Regions from separate parts of the Mus musculus genome. Here region 2 is linked to region 1. Evidence: chromatin contacts called from public promoter capture Hi-C data. All regions are on one chromosome and are shown on one strand. The core of a region is the stretch at or near the end of the contact, and the rest is flanking DNA. Distances in the headings are between cores, read along the strand shown. Region 1 overlaps Cdc42ep4 (CDC42 effector protein (Rho GTPase binding) 4). Region 2 overlaps Ttyh2 (tweety family member 2).

Region 1 (5,437 bases), core at 640-3,139:
GGCTAGTTAGTGGCCTCTCCTTGGGCTCTGGGCCAGGCCTCGCAAAAACACAAAACAAGACGGGACTGTATTTGATTGGAATTCCAGGGAAATGAAAGTGGGTTTTTTGTTTGTTTGTTTTTGGCTTTTTGGGATACGGTCTCACTCTAGCCCAAGCCGGCCTCAAGCTCATAGCGAGCCTCCCTTACCCTAGGAGCTTCGGTTGCAAGTGTGCACCACTGCTCCTGGCTGTTTTGTTCTTCTGAAAGCTGTTTTGCTCAGCTCCTGTAACTCTACCCAGACCGCTAGTAGAGGCAGGGGCCTGAGCCCTGGGGGTGGTAGCTCATTACTTTCCTGTGCTGGGAGCAGGCTGACCTGCTCCCTGGTCTAGCACAGCCAGTGGGAATCTGGGGAGAGAGCAAGCTAGATTACAAGCAGAGTCTGGCCAGATGGTGGCCAGCCATGGGCTGCTGTGCTTCCAGAGGCCACCCTCCTAGATTCAGACCCTGAAGTGCTCACTGGGCCCCTGACAGGTGCTCCTACGCAGGTAGGCAGTGACTGAGCTACAGAGCTGTGCCTCTGGCCAGCAGTACACACACAACACACACACACCCCTCTCCTAAATCTACCTGGTTGGTTCTAAACTCTAAACTTTATATTTTTTTCCATGACATTGAAAAAGCAGTAAGAAAACATTAAAATTTCCTCCTAACACTTCTAGTGTCTGACTCTTCTTCCTGGGGTCCTATTTCAGGGCAGGGTGTGTGTGTGGTGAGTGTCTTAGGATTGGAGGGGGCTGGTGATCGTCTTAGTTCTGGCAAACACAGGAGCTTGGAGCAGCTGGTTGCATCCAATCCACAGTCAAGAAGAGCGAACAGTGGATGCTGGGGCTCAGCTCCTTTTCCCTCTACAGCCTAGAGCTGACGTAGAGAATGGTGCTGCCCATGGTGGGCGGGCCTTTCTACCTCAACATGCACCCCACCCCGAGCGTGTGCGAGTGTGCTCTCGCGTGCACGCACACACACACACACACACACACACACACACACACACACACACACACACACACACACACACGTGTACGCCCAGAAGCTCTTCGGGTGATTGTATTTATTTTCTTAAATTATTTTATTTATTTACATTCCAAATGTTGCTCCCCATCCTGCTCGCCCCTCCCCTCTCCCCTGGCCTCTGAGAGGATGCACCCCTAGCCCCCCCATCTCAGTTGATTTTCAGATGTCATTAAGTAGACCATTGAAATGAACCATTAACAGCCAACCAGCGGTTCCTGGCCCCACAAGGCTCAAGGAAGCCTCTCTTTCCCTGCGTGGGGCCATCCCACCTTTTGGAGGGACAAAGCCTCCAGTGCCTCTTTGCTTGAACAGGCCCTACATGCAGGTTCTGGGACTCTGCCGTCCCCACTGCTCCTTATCAGTTCTGGGGTGGGGATGGGGGCTTGGTCACTGAGCCTTTCTGTCCTCTGGCCCTTTCTAAGTGGAAGGGCTGCTGCTCTTGCAGGATGGGTGGAGCCTATGTTAGGGGGACTCTCCAGGTCTAACCAGGATGGGCTCAGTCCTCATGCCCCAGGAATCATGCAGGATACTGCCACCCCTGGGATTGCCCTTGGCAGAGGGCTGAGATAAATGCCCCCCCTCCTTTTTCTACCATTTGTCTTTAGATGGCTTCCAGATGGCTTGCTTTGGCTCAGCTTCAGTGCTCAGCCAAGTGGGATCTCCATATTCCAGTAGTGCTAGATAGAGAGACTGCAGGGCCACCAAGGCTGTCCCAAAGCTGCACTCTGGAATAGAGATGGAGAGATCACTGATTGACAGCCTCTACTCCTCCACCACCTCCCCTGGGTGCATCTCTGGAAAAGGAGGTCAGGGTGCGTCTGCTCTGGGTGTGGGAACCAGGTGACCCTTCCACCCACAATCCTGGCTCCGATCTCAGCCCTCGCCTTCCTCACACCCACAACCCCACAGCCTGGGATGACTGCGAGAAAGGAAAGCATAGCCTGGGCAGGGCTCCCTGCTTTCTCTCTGGACATTCAAGGAATTCTTGAACTGAATTCTGGCTGACCTCTGCAGCATCTGAAGAGAAAAAAAAAGGGGGGGTTGTTCCTATTCATCCTCTCCCTGGGAAGCAATTAAAGGCATAATTAAGAGTGTCACCCTTGTGTCTCTGTCCCCAGACAGGCTCATTAAGCCTAGTGAGAGACCTGTTTAATGAGGAGCTAAGAGCAGGGTGGGGCAATGAACCTGAGGGAGAAAGAGCCAGGCAGGGCACACAGGGGAGCCCCTGAGAATATTAGGGTGCCTCTGGCCTGAAGCTTGTCTTCAATGACTGGGGTAAGAAGGAACGATTTGGGTGTTGGAGCAAGAGATGCCCTTCCCTCCTGGACACGGTGTGAGAGTAAAGGCTCTCTGCCCACCCAGGACCGGCCTAGGGTTCTTGGAAGTCCAGAAGTCAGGAGCCTTGGCAGCATCTATGTTTTGAACATAGAAGCAACTGTCACAGCAGGGCTTACAGGACTTCGGCTCTGACTGGGGTCCCGTAGACCCTGGAGGAGATAGAGTGTCTCTCAGACTGCCTTCTCCACCTTCTACCTCATGCTTCCGGTCTCTGCAGTGATGATGTCCTGAACAGGAACGTATACCGAGCCATAGCAGCCCTTGGTGTGGATTACGGTTGGCACAAGGCCCTCATTTCACCAACCCCACCTCAGACTCTGAATTGTACCCAGCAAACCTAGGGCTTCCACATAGCAAATCACATTCTGGTTTTTTTCTTTATTTTTGGTTTATTTTTCGAGACAGGGTTTCTCTGTGTAGCCCTGGCTGTCCTGGAACTCACTCTGTAGACCAGGCTGACCTTAAACTCAGAAATCTGCCTGCCTCTGCCTCACAAGTGCTGGGATTAAAGGCGTGCGCCACCACCGCCGGCTACATTCTGTTTTGTTTTTTTTTTTCCTTAAACTGACCTTGAATTCGGCTCCTCTAGAATGCTTGAGTTTCATGTGTGAGCCACCGGGCCTGGTCCAGGTCTCAGAGATATTCTGTAGGATTCCCCCCTACCTCGGACAACTTGACATTGCCATTTTAATTCATCTCTCAGCTAAGATTTCCCAAAGGCTTCTGAGGGGACCCCAAAGGCTTCTTACCCAATAACAAGCCAGTGTGGGGCCCACTGCCTGCCCTGCCCAGACCCAACCCTCCCTCAGGCGTGTTCCTGCCCTACCATCCCCAAGGTGTTGTGTTTCTATGTCTTGGACTCATACTTTTCCTGCCCCGTCCTGTTAATGTGATAAGGGGCACATGTGTTGGTGTGACTGCCACACACCCATATCAGGACCACTTAAGTATTTGGTCTCAGGTGTCATGCAGTCTTCATGAAATGAAAGTATAGCAATCCACTTAAACTTTTTTTTTAACATTTAATTACATTAATTATATTTATTTATAGGGGAGTATGTGCAGCAGGAGGGGTGTTTGCCCCAGACCCGTAGAGGTATTTCCTTCCACTGTGTGGGTTATAGGGATTGAACTCGGGTCGATGTAGAAGCAAGCACCCTTGGCCTCTGAGCCACCTCGATGGTCAGAGCACACTTGATGAGACAACTCAAGATGAAGGAGCTTATAGGCCCCACACAACTAGTGACTGGAGGAGCCAGGACACACCAGGAATGGCCCCTAGAGTCATTTTCACAACTATTAGGCCTTTCGGCAAAAGTGATCTACACACTAGGACCTAGAATGAAGTCCCAGTGCCCAGAGGGCTGCACATGACAGAGGCCTCAATGGCAGCCCCGTCTAAGGGAAACTGACAACTCTGGCTTTTCAGGGACAATGTTTCATTCCCCAAGGGGGTGCTGGCTCTGCCCACCAGACAGTGCATAGGTCCTTCCCTTTCCACACTCACCTTGTCTGTCCCACCTCAGCCAGGCTGGACCAGCACACTGAGCCAACCCTTTGCCTCCGGAGCCCACAGCCTCAGATCTAGCCTGAGCTGCTCCTGTGTGGTGTCCCAGCATTCCCCTATACCCAAAGTCACCCCCTCTTCTCTCCACCAAGGCTCCCACCACATCCCAGGGGGAAGCAGCTGAAAGGAATGGAAGATGTCACAATCCTGACATCCCGGGGATTCTTATCATCCAAGCATCGAATCCGGCTCCCAGTCGCCCCCATGTTACAGATTGGAAGATGGAGACTGGACAACAGGGGACCGAGGAGAAGCACAGAGCAGAGAGAGAGAAAAACTCTCCAGCTTGGGACAGACTGGGGGTTGGACCCCATGCATCAAGCACTGGGGGCAGGGTAGGGGGAGGTTAGAAACTCCGGGAGAGATGAAGGGGTTAGCCTTCACAGGTGTGCATGTGGCCCCATCCACCCCGACCAGACCTTCCCATCCCATCCACACCTGAGCAGATGATGCCGTTCTTGGTACCCTGGACTACAGCTCTAACCTGTGCACATCCATCCATTCCTAGCCGAGGCTCTGAGTTAGGATGCAGGAAAAAGCTAAGAATAAAAAGAGCATTCATCTGCTTACCATCCCTCTCCCTTCGCAAGCTCCTCTAGGCCCAGAGGCTTCCTGCCATCAGCCAGATGGGAGACCAGGAAGAGCGCTCTGGGGGAGGGAGGGAGCCAAGCATGGCGGCAGGCAGATGGACGGTGGTGGTTTGGTCGCAGCAGCCTGTTGCCGAGTCTCACTTAGTTGCTGTGGCCCTGGGGAGAGACTCCTAGATAAGGGGGACAGAAAGAGTCAAAGGTAGCTATGCCCCTCCAACCCCACGAATCCAATCCTAAGGTGACACAACACAGCAAATAAACAAAAGCAACCTGCCGAGACCACAGGGCTCTACCGAATTGTGTTTTCTTTCTGTGCCCATTCTGTTCCAGAAAGTTTGGAGGCAGCTTATGAAATCACATGGAACACAATGGGGTAAAAATAGAACAGAAAAAACAAGACTGGAACAAATCGTCCATGACCCCTGGTGTTCAGGTGGACCCGCACTGGGCTCTGGGCTCTCTGTCAAGACAGAGGGAGATCTATTTATCGATCCACAGGGTTAAGAGATGAATGGACACAGGGCAGTTTAGTGTTTTGATTTTTTTTTCCTTTTTGATACTGAAGTCTAAAATGAATTTTGTTTCGGTTTGATTTCATTTTTTAAGAGCGCTTGTGTTTAGCTAACCGCTCTGCGCTCCCTGAGGGTCGCGCACTTCCAGCCACCCGCCCAGGAACTCTTTGGATCCAAGAATCACACACACACACACACACACACACACACACACACACACACACACACACACTAGCTTATTTTTGAAATGCCTTGGATAACTCAAAGGCTGGGTAGTTCTAATCCTCCACCCGGCTATCATAGATTCCCCTCCTGTACTCCTGACTCTACACCTTCTAAATCTATGATCTATCTTTGCCGCCTTGTTCCTTCTGGGAG
Region 2 (5,366 bases), core at 1,239-3,738, 960 kb before region 1:
ACTAACTCGGGAAAAGGGAAGTGTGAGAGGGCACACTAACACACACACACACACACACACACACACCCCACAGATGCCCGCCCGCCCTCCCTCCCTCTCTCCCTCCCTCTCCCCTCCCCTCCTCCCTCCCTCCTTGAGACAGTTGTAGCTTGGTTGTCCTGGAACTCACCATGCTCAGTTCCAGTCAGTATTGTTATCGTTCAAGCAATATCAGCACCCACCTTCTGAGTCACTCTGCCATACCATCACTTCACCCATCCCTCTCCAGAGTGTCACTGGAGGTGTCATGTGACAAATCATTAACTCGGGAAAAACGTGCTTTTTTTTTTTTGTTTTGTTCTTTCTTCCGAGACAGGGTTTCTCTGTGTAGCCCTGACTGTCATAGAATGTAGACCAGGCTGGCCTCGAACTCAGAAATCCGCCTGCCTATGCCTCCCGAGTGCTGGGATTAAAGGCTTGTGCCACCACGCCCGGCTAAATAAATCTTTAAAAAAAAAAAAAAAAGAGTAAGGTGACCCTTCTGCAGACTGGAACCAAAGACCAGTCCTTCAGACAAGTAGCAAGGGACTCTTACCCTAGAGGGTAGCCACACCCTTCAACATCTCCAGGGGGCACTAACTGCAGCACACAGAGCTAGCATGCTCATGGCTGGGTGCTGGGTGGGTGGGGCTCTCACACAGTGCTGTGAACCCTCATCCCTCAGTCAGGGTGCAAGGGAAGATCTACCTAAAGCTCCTGATCCCCCAAGACGAGGAAGCAACTGGGGCCAACTTCTGATCTCGCAGATCCAGGGTGGCAGTGGAAGGGGATAGTGGTATAGAGAAAAGAAATGCCCACTATCCACCTGGTCAATTGAAGAGAGACCCATTTGGCTGCCGGGCCTGGCCCTGGCCTCATAGAAGGGTTGGGGGTCCACTATGCTGACCCACATCACCACACTAGAGACAGATTCCCCATGCTTGGGCGACGGACAGGTTGCTCATCCAGGTGTTAGCTTGGAGTGAACGTGGCTAGACACTGATGAGACGCAGAGGCATGAGGGGTTTCCTGGCCATAGGTTAGCTTTCCCTGTACATAGGACACTCACCAGCAGAGGAGCCCAGCCACCACCGCCGTCCAGGTCACGCAGCATGATTCCTGCTGCTTGGTCTGCACCGTGTGGTCCCGCCGGCAGCAGCATGTGCACACCAGGTAGACGGTGAGGAAGATGAGATTCAGGCCCAGGCCAATGGCAGCCAACACCCCCAGGAAGAGCAGCGACTGTAAGAGAGACAGGCTGTGTCAGCTCTGGCCCAGCAAGGGGTGGGGAGTGGGGTCCTCCGAACCATACAGCATCCTTATGCCCAGCCCTCTAGACAGACAGCCTGCCCTACATTTGGGTGCCAGGGTGGAGATGGCAGAGAAGCAGACAAGCTGGGCATGGGAAGGGTTGGTGGGAGAAAGGGGAAGGAAGGGGGAGGGACAGCTGTCGGGGTGATTCGCGTTATCAAGCTTAGCGGGATCTAGAATCTGCTAGAAGACAAATCTCCGGATACCATGTGTGAGAGACTCTAGTTTAACAAAAGCGAGGAGATCCACCGGAAATGTAGGAGGGGTCATCACTGTCTAGAGCTCTATACAAAAGAGACAGGCGGCAGCCGAGGAACAGCACTCAGCCCTGTTTTCCCGACTGCAGGTGCTGTGTGACCAATGGCTTCACAAGCCACCACCATGATGGACGGTGTCCCCTAAGACTGCAAGCCGAAACGGTCGCTTCCCTCTTCAAGCTTCTTTTGCTAGGAATCTTATGGCAGCCACGACAAAAATAACTAATCCAGCGATGTAGCATGGCTAAGCCCAGGTTTCTGGCTGAAGATGCAGTCCAGGCCAGGCCTGATGATGACAAGCCCTGAGCCATTCAGGAAAGTGAGGAAGACCTGCTGGCTGCAAACAGGGCTGGAAAGAGACAGAGCCTGGCAGTGAGACTAAACTTAGGGACCAGGTGACACTAAGCTAAGGCTGCAGAGGATCATGGGTGCTGCCATACCTAGGTCTCACCATACTAGAGCAATCTGGTTATGCCAAAATGGAATGTGTCTTTTCTGGGTGCTGGGGCTCTCTGGAGTCCTTAGAAGCCAGTTCTGTGCTCAAGGGTGGGTAGAGAGGAGACAGGGTAGATAATCTTTGGTGTCCTCCTTGCTGCATCTTGCCAGGGAAAGCTGACCCACAATGCCATTGGTAGCAAGCAGGGCAGACTGTTGAGGGTGTGTGTGTGTGTGTGTGTGTGTGTGTGTGTGTGTGTGTGTGCGCGCGCGCGTGCGTATACTTTGTTAGGCCCTCCTAGTAGGTCAGAGTTTTCAAAGGGAGCTGTTGTCTGTCGGGAGGCCCAGGTGTCCCCCTCCACTGTATCTTCAAATCCCTTGATTTGGCCAGATGGACACCAGATGGCCCCGGGATCAGTGGCCGTCAGCCAGGGCTGGACCTGGCTCTACGTCAGGCTCCTGAGCTGACAGCCTCCTGGCTTCCCATGAGGCCTCAGTGTTGCCCTCACCCAAAGTCCAGTGTCCCAGGGGGTGGGGGAGGGGGTAGCTCTACCTGGTTCTTTGGTTAGGGAACCTGTGTGGGTGGTAGTGATCTGGTGATGGCCACAGGACACCAAGGTCTGAGAGAAAATACGGTGTTTGCAGGGTGAGCTCAGGGTGGTGACTTGCAGCGCAGAGGCTGGTGGCTGCAGACTGGGTAGACTGTATGCAGATGACCCCTGTGGGTGGCTGTTCAGCTGCCTACTATGTGAGGATGCAGGCAGCCTGTGGGGCCTCTGACATGGGCTGTCCTGATGCGAACCCTGATTGGACAGGCGTCTCAGTCTTAGGGACAAATCTGGAAGTGACAGGTCAGCTGAGGGGACATGTGAGATGTCTCATGTCACTTAGCACAGGGCTTCCACTTCCATCCCAGCAACACTCAAGCATGGAAGGGACCTCCTCTTCCTCCTCCCCCTCCTCCTCCCCCTCCTCCTCCCCCTCCTCCTCCACTTCCTCCTTCTCTAGGAGGTAGAAGGTGGAGCAGCAGCTCTGAGCATAGCATCCCCCACAGTCCTCAGCTGAGGCAGGAGGCCCGGCGTACTCGCTAACACATCTGTCCCTCAGATTGACCTCAAGAGGCTCTTGTCCAATAAGGTGGTGGGAAGTCACTGCCTACCTCTCTGGAAGGCATCTTTCACTGCAAAGGAGGCTGGGGGTGGGGGAGGGGAGCTTTAGAGGCTCACTACACAAAGTCACCATACTATACTACACACTGGCCTCTGACAGAAGAGGGATACCTCCCTGGAGCTGGAGAACAAGTCAGACCCAAAAAGCCCATCACAGCCGGAACTAGGAGGAGCTGAGGCCGCGGTAGAGAAGGCGGTGTGCTTGCTCGGTAAGCTGGAAGGCCAGGTTTCCCTCCCCACATCACGGAAGACTGGGCATGGCGGTGCGCACCTAAGTGGGCCCCACTTGGAGGGGACACCTAGGCCGAACAGATGACGTTCCCTTTGAGAACCCTGAGCTGGTGGGTGGGCCTGAAGTGGCTGGAGGATCAGAAGCTCAATGTCATCTTAGTCTGAGCCATGTGAGACCCTGTCTCAAAAATCAACAATAAGCAACGGTGTAATGATCTGAATGAAAATGGCCCCACTATGGGCCCATAGGGAGCGGAGCTATTAGGAGGTGTGGCCTTGGAGTGGGTGTGGCCTCGTCAGAGTAGGTGTGGCCTTGTTGGAGGAAGTTTGTCACTGGTGTGTGTAGGCTTTGAGGCTGCAGAAGCTCAAGTCATGCTCTCTCTCTCTCTCTCTCTCTCTCTCTCTCTCTCTCTCTCTCTCTCTCCCCCTCTCCCCGCCTCCCTCTCCCCTCCCTGCTCCCTGAGATATAGAACTCTCAGCTCCCCCAGCACCACGTCGCCTGCGAGCTGCCATGCTTCCCACCACGATGATAATGGACTAAACCTCTGAACTGTAAGCCAGTCCCAATGGAATGTTTTCCTTTTATAAGCGTTGTCTTGGTCATGGTGTCTCTTCACAGCATGACTAGGGCAAATGACAAAAGAATCCCAAAGAACCAGACAAGGCTAGAGCTGGCCCCACGCCAACTTAACTCGTCAAAGTGTTTTCAAGTGCAGAAGCAACAGATTAATGTCAACAGAGGTTAACAATCTTCTCCCAGTAGGTTAACTTCTTTAAACTGACCCACTCAGCGGGGCCAAGACACAGAGACTTGTGGGTGCATAGGCCATGGTTGGGTCCCCATGGCGCCCTTGAGCTCACTATGTAGCCCAGGTTTTTCTTATACTCTTGGTATTCCCCTGCTGTAAGTGCTGGGATAGCAAGTGTGTCCCACCACACCCAGCTCTAGAAATGACACTCTGTGGCTGGGCGTGGTGGCACACATCCATGTTCATGATCCTAGATATCAAGAAGGTAAGGTCAGGCCAGCCCAGACTTCAGAAGGAGATCCTGTTTCTAAAACCTAAAAATAAGCCCCACTCTCTCCTCACAGGCTCTGAATTCCCACCACTAAGAAGCAGGTCTCTGCCCTTGATGATTTGTGAGGCGCCGTGCTTCCAGATACACTGGGAGCCAGCAGTTCCACTTCACGGAAAGGAGGGTATGTGGCCCCCCTACCAGGTCCACATACACTTAGATCCACAGTCACTCAGTCCAGTGGCAGTCACCAAACACTGGAAACAGTGCAGATGTTCATCAAAAACACACGCAGTGTGCAGTGGTCATGTGACACGACGCCACACAGGCACCGGAGGGCAACAGCAGCTATATAGAATGTGGGTAAATCTAACAAGGAATGGTGGGGCCACGGATTAATAACGACAGGTTGAGTGTACATGCAGTGCAGTCGGAGATGACCATCTGTGCCAGTGGAGAGGAAGCCACTAAGGCCAGTGCGGCCATGCCTTGGGTGGTCAAAGGTCACCCTGACTGGGAGCCTGTGTTCGGGCTGGGCATGCACTACCATGCTCAACTTCAGGATGAGGTGTCTCATTAGCGCTGAGGGCTATGGAGATGGCTCAGAAGCAAAGATATTTGCTGTCAAGCATGAGGACTTGAGACTGGATCCCACTTCCTATATAAAAGGCTGCATTGGCTCTCTCTGCTCTCCACCCCACCCCCGTCTCTCTCTCTCTCATACACACACACCTCAGTAACCCCAGAACTGTGGCGGGGAGACAAGAAGGAGGTTTGTTGGCCCCCAGTCTATTTCCAAGCAAGCACAGTGAGAGACCCTGTCTGAACGGAATAGGGACGAGCATAATACAGCCAGACACCTGGTATCTTCTTCTGTCTTCCATGGATGAGCAGGCATGTGCACCTGCACACACATATGTGTATACCA

Evidence for each region. Promoter capture Hi-C pulls out the DNA fragments that hold promoters and counts their contacts.
Region 2: a contact with region 1 is called in a promoter capture Hi-C map of liver, with 5 times the contacts expected there. The contact joins two enhancer-like sites. A contact is called at or near these places in 3 of 39 promoter capture datasets (embryonic stem cells and liver) and 4 of 115 datasets of contacts at active chromatin or transcription factors (embryonic hindbrain, extraembryonic endoderm stem cells, forebrain and 1 more).

What each region holds. Positions count from the first base shown.
Region 1 is chr11:113,722,108-113,727,544 of GRCm38.p6, reverse strand. Cdc42ep4 (CDC42 effector protein (Rho GTPase binding) 4) reads left to right here. Exons shown (of 2, transcript NM_001163346.1): 2 at 1-695. Among named protein-coding and RNA genes, the nearest start is that of Cpsf4l, 15 kb to the right of the region's middle. Within about 2 kb of position 1,889, at least 23 of the 459 cell types and tissues checked have an H3K27ac peak or open chromatin away from gene starts, as enhancers often do. A contact at or near this core is called in liver, where this site is marked.
Region 2 is chr11:114,682,288-114,687,653 of GRCm38.p6, reverse strand. It overlaps Ttyh2 (tweety family member 2), which reads right to left. Exons shown (of 14, transcript NM_053273.2): 2 at 1,088-1,260. Among named protein-coding and RNA genes, the nearest start is that of Ttyh2, 9.5 kb to the right of the region's middle. Within about 2 kb of position 2,488, at least 71 of the 459 cell types and tissues checked have an H3K27ac peak or open chromatin away from gene starts, as enhancers often do. A contact at or near this core is called in liver, where this site is marked.